Regions from separate parts of the Mus musculus genome. Here regions 1, 2 and 4 are each linked to region 3. A link is a contact called in public promoter capture Hi-C data. All regions are on one chromosome and are shown on one strand. Each heading gives the region's core, a stretch centred on a gene start, on an enhancer-like site or on the middle of the called end of the contact. The rest is flanking DNA. Distances are from core to core; before and after follow the strand shown. Region 1 overlaps Stat5b (signal transducer and activator of transcription 5B). Region 2 holds the start of Tmem106a (transmembrane protein 106A). Region 3 holds the start of Psmc3ip (proteasome (prosome, macropain) 26S subunit, ATPase 3, interacting protein). Region 4 holds the start of Ptges3l (prostaglandin E synthase 3 like).

Region 1 (4,861 bases), core at 2,060-4,559, 300 kb after region 3:
AGAGGAAGGGGCTTGACATCCAGACAGGGTTCGAATTCAGACTCTGCCTCCTCCCGTGGTGACCCTGGGAAGCTCATTTGCCTGGAGCTCGGGTAAAGTGGTGCTCCGTGGCGCCATCACAAAGAGCATCTTCTGTTACACTGAAGATGCTCTGTAATGTTTGAATCCTCAGGGAAGCCCTAGATGGTCTGAGAACTTGCCTCAGTCCTTTGACAGTAAATACGGATGACATCCGATGCTCTGCCCAGGGCTCATGAAGAGTGACATGCTTTGTCTGAAGGGACAGATAATCATGTTGTAGGTTTATGTCCCCCCCCCACCCCAAAAGCAGAATTACCCTAGCCTGCTAATAAGCATTTGTACTCTCTTATTCTCTCTCCTTCCCTCCCCTTCTCTTCCCCACCCCCCCTCCCCATCTCCAACAATGTCTCTGGTAATATTCCAGGCTGGTGTTGAACTCACTGTGCAGCCAAGAACCCCTAGCCTTCTTGCCTCTCTCCTCTTTACAAGTGCTGCCATGACAGATATTCACCAGCCAAGCTCACTTTTTATGGAGTACTGGGCCTAGACCCCAGAGCCTTGTGCATGCTGGGCAAGCATTCTACCAGCTGAACTATAACTATCCCCAGCCCATGATGAACATTTTCAGAATGTCTCCATGAGGAGGGGTCCTTATTGCATGCTGTTAGAAGAACTTAACTCTCAGAAGCGTGATAAAAGTGTCCTCGTTATTCGACACATCCAAGTCTGTCTTTCTCTAGTGTGAGACTCTTGGCTCTTCAACTGTCATCTTTAGAGAACCGGGCTTTATTGCAAAGGCAGGGTTTTTATGAGATCTTCCCTGTGTGTGCTGCAAAAGCAGAGTTTAGACTCCTAAAAAATAAAAAAAAAAATTAAAAAAAAAAGGCCACAGTACACTGCTTTCAAAGTTTCAAAGCCTTATGGATTAGATTGCTTCACCTCCATCCCTGTTGTCCACGAAGCTTTCTGTAACCTTGACGTGCCCTGCAATGTGTAACCAGTAGGGTATCTTGTCCAAATAATATGAAATTTTTTACATTCTCAGTGATGCTGATGACTAAGTTATCTTGAATGCTATTTAAAAATAAATACAGAAAGTTTGATAGAGTCGACCATCTCAGTACTTGGGCAGCCAGGACTACATAGAGAAACCCTGTCTCAGGAAGGAGGGGGGGCGAGGGAGAGAGAGAGAGAGGGAGAGAAAGAGAAAGGGAGAGAGAGGTGTTATGCATGTTGGAATCCAGCTGTGATTCTGGGTCCTCCATTTCCTCCCTCTCGGAGTATCCAGACACCACTGTATGCTGGGATTTATTCAGGATAGGCTTGTATGCATTGTATGCATACACACTTTATTCGGGGTGAACCAGGGCTGTGTATATGAACCTAGGAGAGTGGAAAGGGGTTCTTCTTAAAGTGAAATTACATTGGCTGAGGCTTGGGGGTACCTCATTTGCATGGAGAGGCATTCCTTGAATTTCACCATGGATTATGTGACCTCCCCCAGAGTATGGTTTGGGCTCCCCAGATCAGAAGAAGAGGAAGCCCTGCTTAGAGAAGGTTGTTTTTTTGTTTTGTTTTGTTTTGTTTTGTTTTGTTTTGTTTTGTTTTTTTGGTTTTGGTTTTTTGAGACAGGGTTTCTCTGTGTAGCCCTGGCTGTCCTGGAACTCACTTTGTAGACCAGGCTGGCCTCGAACTCAGAAATCCGCCTGCCTCTGCCTCCCGAGTGCTGGGATTAAAGGCGAGAGCCACCACGCCCGACTGGTTGTTCTTCATTTTACACCAAGCTCAGGGAAGCTGTCCGGACATGGTAGACTATATAACCTTAGTAGTGAGGTACAACAGACAGACAGACAGATGATAGGTAGTCCCCTGAACAGTCATGGTAATGCACTCCTGTAATCTTAGCCCTTGGGAGGTAGAGTCAGAAGGATCAGAAGTTCATGTTTATCCTGGCTATATATTAATTTCAAGTTCAAGGCCAGATTGGCCTGCATGAGACCTATCCCAAACTAAGAAAGGGGCTTGGGGGATGGCTTAGTAAAGTGCTTGCCATGCAAATATGGAGACATGAGTTTTTATATTTTATTTTATACATGTGAGAGTTTTGCCTACATGTATATGTGTGTAGCATGTTGTGCCTGTGGCCCATGAGGCCAGAAGAGAGCATCAGATCCCCTGGAACTGGGGTTACAGATGATTGTGAGCTGCCATGTGGGTGCTGCAAAAACAGCCAGTGCTCTTCATCACTTGAGCTATCTCTCCAGCCCCAATAATAAATTTTAAGAAGTGGAGAACTCATGAAAAAAGACACCTGAGGTTGACCTCTGACCTCCACCTATGTGCACATATGTGCTTCACCCTCACACACCCCCACAGGGAGGGGAGGAGGAAGGAAGCAGGAAGGTGAAGAGAGAGGAAGTCCCCTCTCCTGGCCATCTTGGTCACTGCCCTGTGTGGTGCGAGCACCAGACCACATCCCTCTGGCCCTAACTACCCTCGTACCTACTGACCAGCCAGCTGAATAGAATGAGAGGCAGTGTATTACAAGTTCATATTCTAACTGTTTCTCAATCAAGTTGCCAACTAGAAACTTTCCACTCCTCCATGCCAAGTTGCTTCACTGTGAGCTAGAGTTCTTGGCAGGTGTCAAGGACAAGCAAGTATTATACTTGGGGCTGCACATGTGTGCCCTCCCTCTGCTCACTTAGAAAGCCAGGCTTGTCTGTCTGACTGCTCTCTCTCTCTCTCTCTCTCTCTCTCACTCCCTTCTTCCCTCCCACTCCCTCCCTCCTTCCCTCCCTCCCTCCTTCTCTCTCTCTCTCTCTCTCTCTCTCTCTCTCTTTAAAATAGGGTCTCACATAGCCCAGGCTGACCTCAAACGCTATGCGGTAAAGAATGACCTAGAACTCCTGTACCTCTCTCTCTCCCAGGTGCTAAGGTCACAGGCGTGGGCCACCACACCTACCCATGTTTTCACTATCTAAAACTTCCAGTGAATCCAGACCATGAGCCAAAACTTGGTGGTACTTTGCTCTGATGCTATTTATTAGAACCAGAATCTGACCGCAGGGTCAGTAGCTCCCAAGCCAGCACAGGTAAGGCAGGGTGGCCCTGCAGCTGTGTCATGAATGAGGACGTTAAAGTAGAGCCTTGTGTGTCTCTCAGAACAGGACATCCTATGAATGTCTGAATATGCTCAGGTTTGGCAAGACAAACCCAACTCCTTCCAGCCACTGCTGCTTTCCTTTTGTGGCTTGAGAGAATCAAGCAAGCAACTGTTCTCTTAGAGGCTGGCTTCTCTCCCTCTCAGGGCAGGGTGCCATTTGCCGTGCCTGACAAGGTGCTGTGGCCGCAGCTGTGTGAAGCGCTCAACATGAAATTCAAGGCTGAAGTACAGAGCAACCGGGGCTTGACCAAGGAGAACCTCGTGTTCCTGGCACAGAAACTGTTCAACATCAGCAGCAACCACCTCGAGGACTACAACAGCATGTCCGTGTCCTGGTCCCAGTTCAACCGGGTGAGTGGCTGGCTGCCAGCCGCTCTTACTCCAACCTTTCCAAATGCCTGCCTCCTGGAGTTTCCCTGCCCTGGGCCCCTGTTCTTCCTATTTCTCATGAGCTCTACCCAAGGTCACAGAAACATCTGTGTAGATGGACAGTTTGAGGGTCAGGTCTCACATAGAGTGACATCTTTGCTTTGTGTCTGTGAGCTGGGCCCTGTGGGCACTTAATGCATTTCTTCCTCTATAAAGGAAACAGTGTAGGCTGGAGAGATGGCTCAGTGGTTAAGAGCACTGACTGCTCTTTCAGAGGTCCTGAGTTCAAACCCCAGCAACCACATGGTGGCTCACAGCCATCTGTAACAAGATCCGATGCCCTCTTCTGGAGTGTCTGAAGACAGCTACAGTGTGCTTACATATAATAAAAAAATTAAAAATAAAGGACACAGTGAAGCAAATGTAAGCCAAGCTCAGCACAGACTTCCGAGAAACCCTCAGGCCCCTGGAAGGGGGTACGGACAAAGGAAATGTTTCTTCAAGTCACAGCTTTGATTTTCAGTTAAACTTCTCCCTGCTCTGTCTGTAACCCAGAGACCCAGATGCCCTTAATTTAGAAAGCTCATGGTTTCTGAATGGTTCTGGACCCAATCGGCGGTCGTCAGAGGAGGTCAGGAAAACAGGCCTCGGTGGTCTACCTTTGCCATTGTGGTAAAGCCCCTGCCTCCCACAGAACCTGGTTACTGTACTTGGCTGATAATTACTAGGAATGTGTGTATGATGTCAGCCTCTGTGGCTTAGTGTGATCTAATTCAGGTCAGATCTATGAACCCACCCTGCATCTTGTTAAAAAGTGTAAGCTCTGATTCATAGCAGATCTAGGGCGAGCCTGGAAAAATGTGCATATCTCAGAATCTCCCAGGGGACACTGGTGCTGCTTGTCTCAGACCACAGAAATGGCCAGAGGCGAGACCACCAAATCTAGCAGGATCCCCTGGGGGTACCAGCTCTGTGGCTTTTATCCCTCCCTTCTCCCTTTCCCTCCTTGCTCTGTCCCTGAGACTGTAAGATGACTTGGTAACAGGCAGGCAGGCATGTTTGCATGCTTCTGACAGTGGAGACGTTTCTTTTCCATCTGAAGTGTCTGTACGTAGCCTGGGCTGCCCATCACAAAGCACAAGCCAGGGTTTGAAGCTTTTTGCTTTATTCAGAGCGCTGACAGTGTGGAAGTTGGAGCCAAATCTGCCTTCCCGTCTTTTCCTCGTGCATTTTTATAAAGAACCTGAAAGGGGGAAAAAAATCAATTCAGAGTCCAGTTTTATTCTTCTGGTGGCTGGGCCCCCA
Region 2 (5,081 bases), core at 170-2,669, 490 kb before region 3:
CTGGCTGGCCATGGCTGGGTTATCAGGTAGGATAGGCTTGTCCTCATCCTTCCGAGAGGTGAGCTGGGAGACTGCCTTACCCATAGTCCAGCGGAATTTTTCACTAATGAGAAATAAAACAAGGTTCAGAGCTATTAACCTGTTAGCACTGATGTGAGGTTTTAAGTTTTTAAGATTGCCAAGAAGCCCTACCATTATCTAAGAAGCTTTTGCTTAGGGAAGAACAGTTTGGGAGGTGCCTTGGAACTCTTTTTTTTTTTTTTTTAAGTAAGAGTTCAATTCAGAGGAAATCAAAGAAAAGCAGAAGTTATTTCACTTTAAGGGATTTCTGCAAGTGAATGTAGAATTTTTTTTTTTAAACCAGGAAAAGCTGAGCTGTCCTTTATTTTAAAGACAGGGAAGCTGGGTAGGACTAGGAGCGGGAAGCACAGCTTCCTATTATGGAAGGGTCCTTTTGTCTTTTCTAATCAAGTGATTACTCTGTAGAAATCCCAGAGCAGATAGGCCTGAAATCTGATTGGGAGTGTAGAAGGCAGGCTTCTTTCTATTCGGGAGTTTGGCTGGAAAAGCAGGGCTTAAGGGGTCAGAGTTGCGCACGCCTTTGATTCCAGCACTCGGGAGGCAGAGGCAGGCGGATTTCTGAGTTCGAGGCCAGCTTGGTCTACAGAGTGAGTTCCAGGACAGCCAGGGCTATACAGAGAAACCCTGTCTCGAAAAAACCAAAAAAAAAAAAAAAAAAAAAAAAAGAGCTGTGGCTAAGAAACCCTGTGAAACTGGACTGGGAGGGAGCCTTGATCCATTCATTGCTTTCTGAGACTTCGGAGTCTGTTCTTCCTAAGGCAAGGTCAAGGCCAAATCTGAACTTTGCCCCCAATCCCTGAGTAGTGGCTTGAATGACGCAGTAACTCCTTAGGATACTCACATCTTCCTGGGCTAAAATAAAGACCCTTACTCACCTGGTTTAGGTCTGGGATTCCAGGCTCTGCTCAGCTCCAAGATTGGGTTTTCTGGAATGCTCCTTTGGGGAGAAGGGCCTCTAGGGTAGGGTGGAGTTGAACAGCTCAATTCAGCGGAGACCAGAGAGAGTCAATGTGTTGAAAGTGGGGAGCAGGGACTCTTGTCTACCGGGAGGGTCAAGTCCTCTCTACTAGGGGATTCTGCTATGGTAGGCAAGGAAGGAAAAGGTAGGATTTCATCGAGGAAGGATTTTAAATCCCACCTCACTGGCCGTTAGTCAAATTTGGGCAACAACGTGTTGGGCGCTGAGTAAGCCCAAACGTCTCTGAATTCTTGCTTTGAAAAGGGTAAAGAGATGGGGTCCCAGGGACGCCTTACCAGGTGACAACGCCCTCAGCAAAATCGAAACTGCGGGAGCTGCACATTTAACACAAGCTCGGAGTCCAAGCCGGGCTCGGCCCCGCCCCTCGCTCCCGCCCCGCCCTCTCCTCCTGAGAGGCCACTGGAAGACACTTCCGGCTCTGCGAGTCTCACAGGACAAATGTTGCTATCGCCAGGACCAAACTAGTTCAGGTACGAGTTTCAAATAACACGTATTCACAATTCTTTTAAGTTGCTACGTGCAAGTACAACGGAACGAAAAACTGGACCTAGATGGACAGGTCCCTCCAAATATACCCAATTTCTCACATCATGGGGCTCTGCCTCTACCCCAAACCCCAGGAAAACATTTTAAACAATAAACAGCTTGGTTGGCTTGCAGTTTGAATTGTGGTTTATTTAGAAGCATTCAAGAGTTAGATTGTAAATAAACATATTATGAGTAATTAAGATCGCCATTTATTATAAATACCAACTAAGTTAAATAATACTATTTTAACTATCCCCTTTGAGCTGGAGTTCAGATACCTTTTCTCAAACATGAATAAAATCTTTAGTGTTGTGTTGCCTTTTCTTTCACCATCTGGACCCAAAGCTTCCCTTTATAAACTAAATGAGACCTAGAACTCTTGACAGAGCCTTCTTCCCATCTATTCTAATGGTAAACTAACCTTTCTGTGGGTTAGCCCCAAAGCATTACTTCCTGTTCTCGGCTTTCTAGGGCTGGATACCTCACAAGGGGATTCCACACATTCGGAAAGTCAGCAGCAGTTCTGTGTCCTTTCACCCACACCCGACCTTACTGAGATGAGTATTTGCACATGCTTGTCCTTCCAATCCACTGTGACAGTCAGTAAAAGGACGACTACTAACTTTCCCTTTCTGTAACAGGTGCCCCCCCCATAGGATTAGCAAAATATTTCACACTACCCAGGATTCTCCTTAAATAAAATTTATGCAAAATTACTTTGACAGACACTGCTCAGTGGGTGCTGTGGGTTAACCCGAATGCCTCCTGTCCTTCCAGGTTCCTGCTAGGCCTTCTGAAAGCAAAGTGTTCCTCATTTCTAAGTCTTTGAGGAACATGACTTTCTTGATCTGCTGTCTTTATGTAGCTATGAGGCTTGCGATTGGTTATAGAAACTAGGTGAATAATTCTTGGAAACATTCAAGGTTAATCTTTAAAAAACAAAAACCAAACTAATATTTAACAGCCCATTAAAAACATCCACATGAACCAAAGGAAAATACTCAATTTCAATACAAGCAGAAGGAAAAGCGATCTAAGGAAGTCCAAGTTACTCGCTTCCACGGACTACAGCGGCGAGAGTTCTGTCCAGCTGAGTTGAAAACTGTCTTCCTACCATTCATCCCATTTCTACAGTGAAAATTTAAGTTCTGGCCTTTGATTTGCTCCAAAAAATACTGTAACAGGTACTGTTTTGACAATTCAGAGACATAGATTCATCAGATTAAAAAGCAAGCAAGGGCTTCCACCCACACTCAATGACAGCAGAGAGACCACCTCTGAGCGGCAGGCAGTTATTTAATACAAGGTCAGTCCTCAATAGCGGTGGCTGTACCAGTCGTTGTTATTCACTTGAAGGAGCTCTGTCACAACCTGCAGGATATTGTAATTGTGTTTTCTCAGCAGCCTTAGGTTCAGCTGCCTGTCGCAGAATCCCATTTCAAAGAGATGGGCCATCAGGGCTGTGGTCTGATCTTCAGAAACGATGGGCTGTGCAGAGACAAGGAGACATTTTTCTATATAATTTGCTTCTTTGCAAATCTGTATTACACTGTCATCCTAGTGTTTCCTCCTTATTCAAAGTGTTGGGTGATCAGATGCAAGGGCACAACTTTCCTGTTTCCCTAACAAGTCAATGGGGTTGACAGTGCTGCTGACTATGTGTGTGCGTAACTGAAGGAGAGGGTGACAGAGGATGCTTCAGAGGACTTTCTGAAAGCAGCGCGCTCAGGCACAGTGGCTCACACCTGCGATTCCTGCTTGGAGGAAGAACATAGGTTTGGCTACAGAATGAGCCCTTGTATCCAAAACCCCAAACAAACAAAACCACCCATTCTTCAGCCAAGTAATAATTGAAGAGCAAGATGACGAGAAGCCTCGAAGACTTTAACATAAAATAGTGGTAATGAGCAAATATGAGCAAGAGAGACTTCCTGAGGATGGCTTGAGACAGAACCTCACCAGATAGCAAGTAAGATGGGCGTAGACTTGTGAAATTATATTTTGGGCAGTCTTTTTGACTTTTTACTCTCAAAACAGAAGTGATCTCATTAAGAGGAAGCTAACACCCGTTTACAGGAACAACCCCCCCCCCCCCCCCAACTCACAGAGATCTATCTGCCTCCCAAGTGCTGAGATTAAAGGATGGTACCATCACGTCTGGCACATTTTTTTCTCTTTACCATTACTACCTCAGAAATCTTTCCTCTCATTTGTACTGATAACATGTTTCACTGCTAGGCTTGCCAACCTTAAGTCTCTTTTATAAACACCACCTTCTGCCTAGTGTAGACATGTAGACTAATATTTACCTTCCTTCCCCCACGTAGCTAGCAAGGCATACTTGAATTGTCAAATTCCTCACCATTAGGTCACAGCTCTCTGCAGCATTTAGCACTGTCTACTGATCCCTTATAAACCTCCCCAAGTTGCAGCAGTGGCCCTGTTTCTTCTAAGTTCTGTTTTAGTAGAATCCTGTTGCTTTGATACTTAAAAGGCTGCTTCTGCCTTTTATTTTTCCTGGATAATCTTATCCAATCACACAGCTCCTGCTAGAACCTGTATGTAAATGACTCTCAAACTTCAGCCTCAGGTCAAATCCATCCTCTGTAATGGAGGTGTACACAGCCAACTGCATGCTGCATGACTTTACTTTTAACCTGGATAAGTTGTAAATTCAACATTAAGAAAACTGGCAAGTAATAAACTTGTTTTACTTGGGGGTGTATTTATTATGCTTTTTTTTTTTTTTTTAGTTTTGAGACAGGGTTTCTCTGTGTAGCCCTGGCTGTCCTGGAACTCACTCTGTAGACCAGGCTGGCCTCAAACTCAGAAATCCACCTGCCTCTGCCTCCCAAGTGCTGGGATTAAAGGCTTGCGCCGCCACGCCCAGTTTATTATGCATTTTACTGTATGTTTGTGTGTGGGGTGCTCATGTGAATGCCAGAGGACAACTTGTGAGAGTCAGTTCTCTCCTTCCCGGGATCGGAACTCCGGGTGTCACGGCTTGGCAGCAAGCACCTTTATTCACTGAGATGCGTGATACTGAGTACCTAGGCTAAAGCCTGAGCTTTATCCTTGCACTCCTTTGCTAATCACTTAAATCACCGGCAGGTCCTCACGCGCCTATCTCTTTCCTGTTAATGGAGGTGTAGAGCCTTTAGTCCCAGCTCTCAGAAGCAGATGAATTTGTAAGTTTAAGGCTAGCCTGCTCTACAGTGACAGCCAGAGATATGTAGAGACTCTGTTCCAAAAGCAAACAAACAAACCCATAACAACACAACAACCCTCCCCTTCTATGTCTTAGAATAAAACCCCCGCACTTAGAGTTGGTCTTTTCTCCTCTTCAGATCAATCCATCATCCGCTCACTCACAACTCTTCCAGCTACACTACTCTATCTCCAAAGGAGAAGACAAGACCTGTAACTGAACCTAGGGTGCTAAGCAAGAGTTCTACTGTTACTAAACTACATTTGTACCTTTTTATGGTTTTAT
Region 3 (4,963 bases), core at 2,145-4,644:
TGGACACAGTCGAGGAAGACAGGCAGTTCTCTGCCCATCAGCAGTCATGACCATCTGAGTGTTGACAACAAACTAACCAGTCTTGAAGGTTTTGCTTCATCTTAACCAGTACAGGGTGGGAAAACCTGGTTATATAGGGTTGACTTCTTGTGGGTGTGGGCACAGAGAGCATGCAGCTATCATGTTTCACACAGCTGTATTCTCTCAGACCTAGATGGCCACAGTGATCCAGAGGAGTCATTTGCCAGAGACCTGCCAGACTTCCCTTCCATTAACGTGGATCCTGCTGGCCTGGACGACGAGGACGACACCAGCATTGGGATGCCCAGCTTGATGTACCGCTCCCCACCAGGGGCTGGGGATACCCAGGTCCTGCCTGCTAGTCGGAATGAGGCTGCACTGCCAGAGCTCCTGCTTAGTTCCCTTCCTGGAGGATCTAACCTTACCAGCAACCTTGCCAGCCTGGTCTCCCAGGGTATGATCCAACTGGCCTTGTCAGAGGCCTCCCAGACAGACCCTTCTGGCCCACCTCCCCGAAGAGCAACAAGAGGCTTCCTCCGGGCCCCTAGTTCAGACCTGGACACTGATGCTGAAGGAGATGATTTTGAACTTCTGGACCAATCAGAGCTGAATCAGCTAGACCCTGCCAGTTCTAGGAGCCACTGAGAGACTCCTTTGAGGGGGGTCACTGTGCTGTAGGTTATTTTCCTCCACCCCACTTACTGTGATGGGGCAAGGGAAGAACCCAGTCTTGTCCCCTGAATTTTATCTGTGTGCTGGGTGGCCTGGCTGATGCAGAGGCCTGCTAAGAGAACGTACTCTTACCTGCTGCCAGTGAGACATCGTATCTGTGCTTAGTCACTGAAGTGAGAACATACTCCCGCCCCAAGGGAGGCTTCTCTCCATCAGGGTGGTACACGGGCAACAAAGTAGGGATTTGATTCCCCTTTGAGGAGGTAGTGCTGTTTGCTTTTAGGTCTGGGTGCTCAGGGGCCCTCACTGATACAAGAGCCCATCTCTTCTCCTCACCTCACTGGAGCCACAGAAGCCAGGCAGCAGCTACAGGAGTTATCATCTGTGTCTTTTACCATGATTTGATTTGTGTTCTCAAAGCAAGTGTGCCCTTTGGTTCTGCAGAGCAGGCCCACTTCCTGTCCCTGAGCCCATCTTCATTTCTAGAGGGCTGACCCTGAGCACTCCAGAGTGCTTGCAGAGTTTGAGAAATGTGAACATGCTGTGGGGCTGAGCCTCTGCTATATCACCGTGAGCTGTAGGATCAGCTGGCTGGCTGGGTTGGTGAGTGCCTACCTTGAGGTCTCATGAAAGCTCCTGGAGCTGTGTGGTTGTCTTTGGTGCTGTTAACCCTTGGCTCCATTTGACCATCAATCTGAGCAATGAGCAAAGCAATATCATATCCATGTTTATGTCCCTCCTCCTTCCCTTGCTCCTCCTCTGGAGAAGCACTAATTACACAGGGGATAGCAAAGTAGCACTTTACAAATGGCCATGGCGTTCATCCCAAGAGCCACCAGCTCTTCTTACCATACCACTTCCTAACTCCTGTAAGGATGAGCCCAGTTAGTAAGGATGTTGGTAATCAGCAGAGACCATTCTCAAGGGTAGGTGTTCTGCAGCCCCGAATCAAATCATGTGAAAACCCCTTAAATGATCATTGGTTCTCAACCTGTGCCAGCATACTGCCTCTCTGTCTCCCAAATCAGAGCTCAAGCCAAATTCTTCTATCCTCTTTCCCTCTTGCATTAACCTTTGCTGATCCTCAGGGACCACTCCCCCAGCACTTTTGTGTTTGGGTGAGGGATGTTGGACAGAGCCCATTTTTATGTGCTGCAGGTTGGGGGTTGTGCTAACACTTTTGCTCTTGGTTGATGGACAAGATAGAGGCCAGGGAGTGAATAACAGTGAGAAGAGGAATGGCAGGTGCCTGTTTCATAGTCAGTGAGTGTGAAAGTTAGGCATAATAATGGCATCTCCCCACTTTAGGGTTCTCAAATACTTTGGACATCTCTTTCCTTAGAGCCAGGTAGATGTCTTACAGGTGAACTCGATGATGTGGAAAAGAACAAAAAAAGGGAGGTGAGGGAAAGGCTTGGGGTTTTGCGTGTTTGCATGAGTGTGTGTAGCTTCATGCTTTGGGAGTTGGCAAGAGGAAGAGGGAGGGAAGGGGAGCAAGCAAATCCAGGTCTTTTCTTGTACCAGTGGAACCTGCTCTGAATCTCCCAAGTCCTCCACTGTGAATTGGGCTGGGTGGGGGGGTGCAGGGGAATAAATCTTGTATGAGAACAATCTTTTAAGAGACTGCTGTTTCGTTGTGTACTTCCTTGATAAGTCTTCTCATTAATCTGATAATAGCTAATCTGGTGTGGTGATCCTCAGAAGAGGAAGCCCAGGTGGATGTCAGGGACCCTCCTGCCCTTTCTGTTTTTCCCTCTTGAGGCCACGTCTCCCCCCTACAACCAAGACATAAATATAACTAATACCTTGCGGGCATTTGTCAATTGTTATTTTTTTTCTCTTTTAGATTTATCTTTTTGTTTGTTTTTTTAGACAGGGTTTCTCTGTGTAACCCTGACTGTCCTGGAACTCACTCTGTAGACCAGGCTGGCCTCGAACTCAGAAATCCGCCTGCCTCTGCCTCCCAAGTGCTGGGATTAAAGGCGTGCGCCACCTCGCCGGGCTCTGAATAATGGCTTAATGAAGTTTTAGGTTGAAGGACTGAAAAATTAATACTGTGCCCTTCCACTGAGCTGCAAGGACAGCTGCTCTTTGACCGTCAGCAGACCTCAGAAACTAGAAATATTTATTTCAGGCTCCTCCGGACTGGCCACTGTGGTCAGGAATGGAAAGCACCTGCCAGGTGTGGCAGCTCATAACTGGAGACTTCAAGCTTTGTGGCTTGAGTAGCCCCCATTCCTAACCGTCTTTCTTGGGCGTTCAAATGACACTAGGTGTCGAGCGCCCCCTACATGCGACACGAAAATCGTTGGTGTCCTTGGCGTTCACAGCCACCCTCTGACAAAAGTACCTACAGGTCCTTTATACGTGAGAAAACTAGTCCCACTCCTGTGGAGGACTAGCTCTGTGCACCCTTGAGCGGCGTGGTAGATGACCCGGCTCCCACACCACGCGGGTTTAGCTCAAGGTCACGAGTGCTCAAACTCGGCCTAACAGGGTCTGGCGGCTTATAGAAAGGACCGCTCACCACAGGCAGCACTGCGGGCCCAGGAGGCGGCCGCTGACCTGTCACTAAGGCCGGGGACTGCGACTTCTTGACAGCCGCTACTAGGGCTACGGGGTCCCGGAAGGTCCGGGTACTCTTCCGGCAGGCTTCTTCCTTAGCCAATCAGCGTTAAGGTCCCGCCTCCTCACCGGAAGGAGGCGTTTCCCGGAGCAACCGACCAGTCCAGCTCTCGAGTTTGGTGGCGGGAAAGGCCATGAGTAAAAGCCGGGCCGAGGCTGCGGCTGGAGGTAACGGCAAAGCCCGCAAGACCCGGGAGGGGAATAGGAGAGGGGGTCGGAGGTGACCCCCATATCCTACCTCGTCTCCCGCAGCCCCCGGGATCATCCTGAGGTACCTGCAAGAACAAAACCGGCCCTACAGCGCCCAGGACGTGTTCGGAAACCTACAGAAGGAACATGGACTGGGCAAGGCGGTGAGAACCCCCTTTGCGGGGGCTCCCTCCCCGCTGGACTCCCTTGTTAGCCTTGGGTCCTGCCTTCCTTGTCACAACAGAAATCTCCCCCGTCTGGGGTCGCGCTAATTGTTTCACCCTCTCCTCTGCTAGGCGGTAGTGAAGGCGCTGGATCAGCTGGCCCAGGAAGGCAAGATCAAAGAGAAGACCTACGGCAAGCAGAAAATTTATTTTGCCGATCAGGTGAGAACTCAGATTAACACTCACCTGAGAGCTTGTCTGAGTGAATCTCAGCATTTCGTGTGTTGAGGCATGCCGGGCAGTGGTGGCGCACGCCTTTAATTCCAGCACTTGGGAGGCAGAGGCAGGTGGATTTCTCAGTTCGAGGACAGCCAGGGCTACACAGAGAAACCTGTTTCGGGGAAAAAAAAAAAGTGTTGAGGCACCTCACAAAATAATCTAATCAGTGGTATGAAAGAGCTTCAGATACTCTTAAGTCAGTTGTACGCTGCACGCTGCCTTCATCAGTGTTCATTTGAGCTATGAACAAAGGAAGACCCTGACTCACAACTCCTAGTCTCGTTTCTGCTATCGTTTCCTGCCAAATCATTTTTCCTCTTCCTCTGCCCCACTACCCCAAACACATCAAATTTACATTCTCCTACCCAGACTTCTCTCTGGATAATTATTATCCAGATAATATTGAGTACCAGCATCGATATGGCCAATGTTGAATGCTTACTCTCTGCCCCCTAATTGGCTTTCTAGCATTTTTCTGTCAGGAAACCTCTCTTCTCAACCCAGAGATTAGAATGTAAGTCTTTGTCTCTCTTATTTATACACCTGATATGTGTGGCTATTTGTCAATTATATCTGATTACCCCCATCCACCCTCTTTTTTGAGATTAGCCCTCACTACGTGGCCCAGGCTAGCTCAATTTTATTTATTTATTTATTTTGCAGTTGTTAAATCTAACGTGTCATCACTGCTCTCAGTCAGACCCGCCTGTCTAAAATGATGTATTAAGGTTTAATCTTGGATGTTGTATCCTGAATGATCTATCTAAATGCAGATTGAGGCTGGCAAGATGGCTCAAGAGCTCCACTGTATTTTTAGACTTTCTAAAGCATTTGGTCTCACTTATTCTGCTCTACTTTGCCATTGAGCTGTATGCCCAGCCACTTAATTAATGTACAGATAGTCCCCCTGCCTCAGCCTTCCAGGTTGCTGGAGTGAGGAGCCTGTACCACTAGCCCCAGCATCCTCTCCCACTGTTGGGTTTAGGGGTCACCTACTGGTGCTTCCATATTTG
Region 4 (4,621 bases), core at 849-3,348, 330 kb before region 3:
AAACATAGTCTATCTTTGTCATTCCTTTGTGAAGCCAATGAAGAAAGAAACCAGCTATAAATCCTGATTTGTTTCCATGACTACACCTGCCAAGTCTGTCACTCGCTGTCATCGTTACAGCATATTTGCTGGAATTAATCAAACAAGTTTATCAGCAAGACCAAATAAGTTCTGGGGCAAGGCAGGAAATAATATGTTTAATGTCCAGTACACATTGAGATAAAGTTGAAGGTAATTGGGAGAGACTGGTGAGATAGCTAACTTGGTAGTGTGCCTGCCTCGAGTGTACTAGGTTCTGGGTTCAAACCCAAGCACTGACTAACTCCGGTTGGTCCACCTGCCTATAATCTCAGTATCCAGAAGATGGAGGTGGGATGAGGAGAAATTCAAGGTTAGGAACACCAAGCCTGATGGCTTGTGCTTGATGTCTCGAACTCACATTCTAAGGAGAGAACTAACTCCTAAAAGCTGTCCTCTGACCTCCACAAGTAGGCTGTGACACCAGCACTGTGCTCCTACACACACACACACACACACACACACACACACTAAAACCCAAAAAAACTTCAAGATGATTCTATAGCAAGTTCTGGGTCAGAGAGCCTGTCTTTTAAAAAAAATCAATAATAATAATTTTCAAGAGCTGAGGACATAGCTTAATTGGTGACAGAGTGCTTGTCTACAACATGCAACTTCCTGGGTGCCACCCCCAAGACTGTTCCCTTTGCCCCCCCCAAAGCAGAAAAAATATATCATTTTGCCCAAAGAATGTACTTAACAATACAGCTGCTTAATTGGCAGAGCGAGGACAATTTTTTTATGTCATTACCTTGACAATTTTTTCTGAAAGTGACAATAAAAAATAGAGACAGTACCATCTCTGCCCAGGACCTTCCATGGCATTCAATACTGGACAGGGCCTGGCCACTTTTTAAGTCTGTTGACTTGTGGTTGACTGCTCCTTGTGCAAGGGTATATGGGTATGAGAAGGAAGGAACTGGAAACACTTCAGATCAGCATAAGTCACTATCTCCTACCAATAAGTTTTCTTGGCTAAACCATTTTGAGTGGGAAGAAAGCCACATGTGGACTGCAATCTGCACAACAGGAAGCGGAAAAGGCGGCCTGTCTCAAAACTTCCAGCTTCCAGACGTTCAAAGTTTGTAAGGAATCTTCCCGCGTTGTGGTTTACAGAATTTCCTTGCTTCTTCGGTGTACTGAAGAACGCACTGGTCAGTCAGAAGGCCCCGTTCAGAGAACCCCGTTATTAACCAGGATGGCAGAGCAGTCTGAAAACACTGTCAGGACATCCTTATAGTCAGGTGTGTTTCTTTCCACTGCCAAGGGATGGTGTCTGTTCACCAAAGCCGTCACTGAGATAAGACAGCATAAAGATCACAGCCTATCTATATGCCAAAAAAAGCACGGGGCATTAATTTCAATTTCCATGGATTCCAATTCACTTCCCTTTCACTTAACACTTCTCCCGTTCCCAATGTTCATTCTATCAATAAGTGCTCAGGGTATATACTTCAGGGTAGAGAGAGTGACACAAATACACACTCAAGTACCTCAAAGTCGACAGAGGCAGCACGGCTTCCATTACCAACTGCCTTTTCAATACTCTTTAAGGCTCGCCATATGTCTTTCTGCATCTTCCTGACTCTTCTCTCTATCTTGCATACACGTGCCTATAGTACTTCCAGCTCGGTCGCTCCTCACCCTTTCTACCTCGGTCCGTGTCAGCATCACCACCCACAAACTCCCCGCCTGCATCATCTTCATCCGCATCCGGAACTAGCGGCAGACACTCACCTGGTCCTCACCCCGCACCCGTGGCCGGTCCCCCGGCAGCACATCGCTTTCGTCACCGCCACAAGGGTCTGCCAGCCCCTCGTAACCCAGGACGTGAGGACAGCCGCGGAAGGCAAAGTCTTCGAGCTCGCGCAGGAGACGCTGCTGCTCCGCCGGCGCCCCGCGCACTACCTGGCGCAGACGGAACTGCACCTGCGCGAAGTGCGAGGACAGCGCGAGCAGGGCCGAATCCAGCTGCCGCCGCTCGGCTTCCAGCCGCCTCAGCGTGCGGACAGTCGCGTCGGATGGAGAGCCCGGAGCCGCTCCAGGCTCTTCGGCTGCCGCCGCCTCCGAGAACGTCGCCGCCCCAGGACCGGCCTCGGCCACTGCCCCCACGGGAGCCCAGCGCACAGTCTCGCATGGTGGCAGCGACTCCTCCTCCTCTTCTTCTTCTTCCTCGTCCTTCGCCTTAGGCCCGACAGCGGTCACCACAGTTCCTAGCTCCGTAGCCACTTCCACCGTCGCCATCTTCCCGGAAACGCCGCCCGCACGTCAGTGGCGCCCCCTTGCTGCCATGGCAACGGGCTCTGGCAGGGAAGCCTGGACGAGTGGTGGGCGGGTCTTGCACTCCTCCAATCTCGGGAGGGCCCGCCCCCTCGGGACTTTAATGCATTTTGTGAATTAGACACTTTGAGTTGGAGGAACAAGTGAATGAAACCGAGAACAAGTAACTTCCTGCATATAGGGGCTAGAGTAGCCCTTTCCCTGGATAGAGAGTAGATATTGTATTTCTGATATGTTTATTTCTGGAGACCCCGAGATGTAGAAAACGCTCCCGGTGTCCTTCTGGAGTCCAAATCACTCTTGCTGTCAAGCCAACTTTCTTTCCCTCCCTCGCAACCCTTCCTCCTACCATATAAGGAGAGGCAGCTGCTAGGAGCCTCCTAGAATCTAAAGATAGAGGCCTTTTCTTGGGACTCCAAAAGCCACGGGGCAGCTGGAGTCACCATGGAACGGTGAGTTTCAGGCCGCCATCATACAGGTCCTACATATTCCCCTGTCCGTTTTCCTGCAGATTTCCTCTCCCACATTTGTAGAAGCCGCTGAGTCTGCCCACCAGCACCCCAGACTCCACGTCTCTGTGACTGTGGGTGAGAGGGGGTGGTGAGATCTGAACGTATTTTCTAACTCCTTACTTCCCTTGGCTCTCTGGGTTTATTCTCGCCACCTCTGCCCACTCCCACTACTCCCCTCTGTCTGGTTCAGTGGCACCACGTACGACTCTACTGTCTCCTCCCTCCACCTTTCCATATTGCCTTCAGTCTTGCCCACCCCTACCAAGCCCCACCTCCAACCTCTTCAGGCAGCCTGCCCGGACTCTGTGGTACGACAGACCCAAATATGTTTTCATGGAGTTTTGCGTTGAGGACAGCACCGACGTCAGTGTGCTCATTGAGGACCACCGCGTCGTGTTCAGGTAGTAGTCTTCCCCTGTGGACTGGCCTGGGGTCTCAAGAACCGTTCCTATCCTCCTGGTGTCTCAAGAACTTATCCTGTCACTTCCTATGTCTCTTTACTGTAACTTTAGCTGCAGGAATGGTGATGGAGTGGAGCTGTATAACGAGATTGAATTCTATGCCAAGGTGAACTCCAAGGTGAGGGCAGGGTAAGGATAGTCATATCTGAACAAGAAAGGCTGGCCAAGCAAGGAGACTGGAAGTTTATCCTAAAAATAAGGCTATCTGTCTGACAGGACTCCCAGGATAAGCGTTCTGGTCGCTCCATTACTTGCTTTGTGAGGAAATGGAAGGAGAAGGTGGCCTGGCCTAGGCTCACAAAGGAGGATATAAAGGTGAGTGTGTGTGCAGGAGTGGTCTACTCCTGTGCTCTCCCTTCATCTGAGCATTCTCTCTGTGCACCCAAGCATCAGAGTTATATCTGGAGCTGTGTTTGGCTTCTTTCCAGTCACTATTTTAGGGAGTCCTCTGGGTCGTGTGTATTTGATATTCTATTTATTCTGAAATCTATATATTTCCTCCTAGTCTAGACAGCAACCACCAGGGTTTGTTGGGGGAAGTAGGTTTTTGTCTGTTCGCTTTTGTTTTTGAGTCAAGCTCTTTTGTTGTTGCTCAGGCTGGCCTTGAACTTGCCATCCCTCTGCCTCAGCCTCCTGAACATTGATATTGCAAGCATGTGTATGACATTACAGGTATTATTATCGTTGCCTATTTTCTGTCTCATTTCTTTTTTGTTTGTTTGTTTTAAAGATTTATTTTATTTATATGAGTACACTGTAGCTGTCTTCATAAACACCAGAAGAGGGCATCTGATCTCATTACAGATGGTTGTGAACCACCATGTGGTTACGGGGAATTGAACTCAGGACCTTCAAAAGAGCAGCCAGTGCTCTTAACCGCTGAGCCATCTCTCCAGCCCTTCTGTCTCATTTCTTAGCCACTCTTTCCATCGCTTTCAGTGGGCTCTGTTAAACATAACCTTGACTTTGTCTTTCTCACACTTAAGACCCTTTGATAGCAGCTACTCCTCTAAAAGCTGAAAGTTGGCCATCTGCTAACTGAATCTTGATTTTACATTTATTTAGTAGGGTTTTTTTTCACAGTTAAAAATTATTCTGGACATATGACTGTTAAGAGCACTGGTTGCTCTTGTAGAACCTAAGTTCAATGGGCAGTTCCCACTGTGGTGGCCCACAACCATCTGTAACTTGAGTTCGAAGAGAGCTAACACCTTCTTCTGTCTTCATGGGCACATGGTACACACAGATACATTCAGGCAAAACATTCATACACATAAGATAAAATAAATA

The links. Promoter capture Hi-C pulls out the DNA fragments that hold promoters and counts their contacts. Capture Hi-C pulls out chosen DNA fragments and counts their contacts.
Region 1: a promoter capture Hi-C map of liver shows a contact between it and region 3, with 2.2 times the contacts expected there. The contact joins the enhancer-like site here to the promoter of Psmc3ip in region 3. A contact is called at or near these places in 9 of 39 promoter capture datasets (3T3-L1-derived adipocytes, the C10 cell line, embryonic stem cells and 5 more), 1 of 15 datasets of contacts at CTCF or cohesin (the NIH/3T3 cell line), 1 of 484 Hi-C or Micro-C datasets (liver), 8 of 115 datasets of contacts at active chromatin or transcription factors (the 230-238 cell line, acute myeloid leukemia, bone marrow-derived macrophages and 5 more) and 3 of 9 other capture datasets (adipose tissue, embryonic stem cells and pancreatic islet).
Region 2: a promoter capture Hi-C map of pancreatic islet shows a contact between it and region 3. The contact joins the promoter of Tmem106a here to the promoter of Psmc3ip in region 3. A contact is called at or near these places in 1 of 39 promoter capture datasets (liver), 2 of 115 datasets of contacts at active chromatin or transcription factors (bone marrow-derived macrophages and pancreatic cancer cells) and 1 of 9 other capture datasets (pancreatic islet).
Region 4: a contact with region 3 is called in a promoter capture Hi-C map of liver. The contact joins the promoter of Ptges3l here to the promoter of Psmc3ip in region 3. A contact is called at or near these places in 11 of 39 promoter capture datasets (the C10 cell line, the HPC-7 cell line, HPC-7-derived erythroid cells and 8 more), 3 of 484 Hi-C or Micro-C datasets (Th1 cells, liver and nephron progenitors), 2 of 115 datasets of contacts at active chromatin or transcription factors (the SCID.adh cell line and fetal liver) and 4 of 9 other capture datasets (adipose tissue, embryonic stem cells, liver and 1 more).

What each region holds. Positions count from the first base shown.
Region 1 is chr11:100,789,424-100,794,284 of GRCm38.p6, reverse strand. It overlaps Stat5b (signal transducer and activator of transcription 5B), which reads left to right. Exons shown (of 19, transcript NM_001113563.2): 13 at 3,332-3,538. Among named protein-coding and RNA genes, the nearest start is that of Ghdc, 21 kb to the right of the region's middle. Within about 2 kb of position 3,309, at least 72 of the 459 cell types and tissues checked have an H3K27ac peak or open chromatin away from gene starts, as enhancers often do. A contact at or near this core is called in 3T3-L1-derived adipocytes, the NIH/3T3 cell line, adipose tissue and 1 more, where this site is marked.
Region 2 is chr11:101,578,580-101,583,660 of GRCm38.p6, reverse strand. Tmem106a (transmembrane protein 106A) reads right to left here and starts at 1,419. Exons shown (of 9, transcript NM_144830.3): 1 at 1,336-1,419; 2 at 957-1,036; 3 at 1-103. The coding sequence starts at 84. Nbr1 (NBR1, autophagy cargo receptor) reads right to left here. Exons shown (of 24, transcript NM_008676.3): 24 at 1,710-3,076. The coding sequence ends at 2,903.
Region 3 is chr11:101,093,866-101,098,828 of GRCm38.p6, reverse strand. It overlaps Psmc3ip (proteasome (prosome, macropain) 26S subunit, ATPase 3, interacting protein), which reads left to right and starts at 3,394. Exons shown (of 8, transcript NM_008949.3): 1 at 3,394-3,486; 2 at 3,571-3,671; 3 at 3,804-3,893. The coding sequence starts at 3,453. It overlaps Retreg3 (reticulophagy regulator family member 3), which reads left to right. Exons shown (of 9, transcript NM_026501.3): 9 at 209-2,507. The coding sequence ends at 666.
Region 4 is chr11:101,422,805-101,427,425 of GRCm38.p6, reverse strand. It overlaps Ptges3l (prostaglandin E synthase 3 like), which reads left to right and starts at 2,098. Exons shown (of 7, transcript NM_001357574.1): 1 at 2,098-2,810; 2 at 3,158-3,271; 3 at 3,383-3,449; 4 at 3,548-3,646. The coding sequence starts at 2,803. Rundc1 (RUN domain containing 1) reads right to left here and starts at 2,341. Exons shown (of 5, transcript NM_172566.4): 1 at 1,816-2,341. The coding sequence starts at 2,322.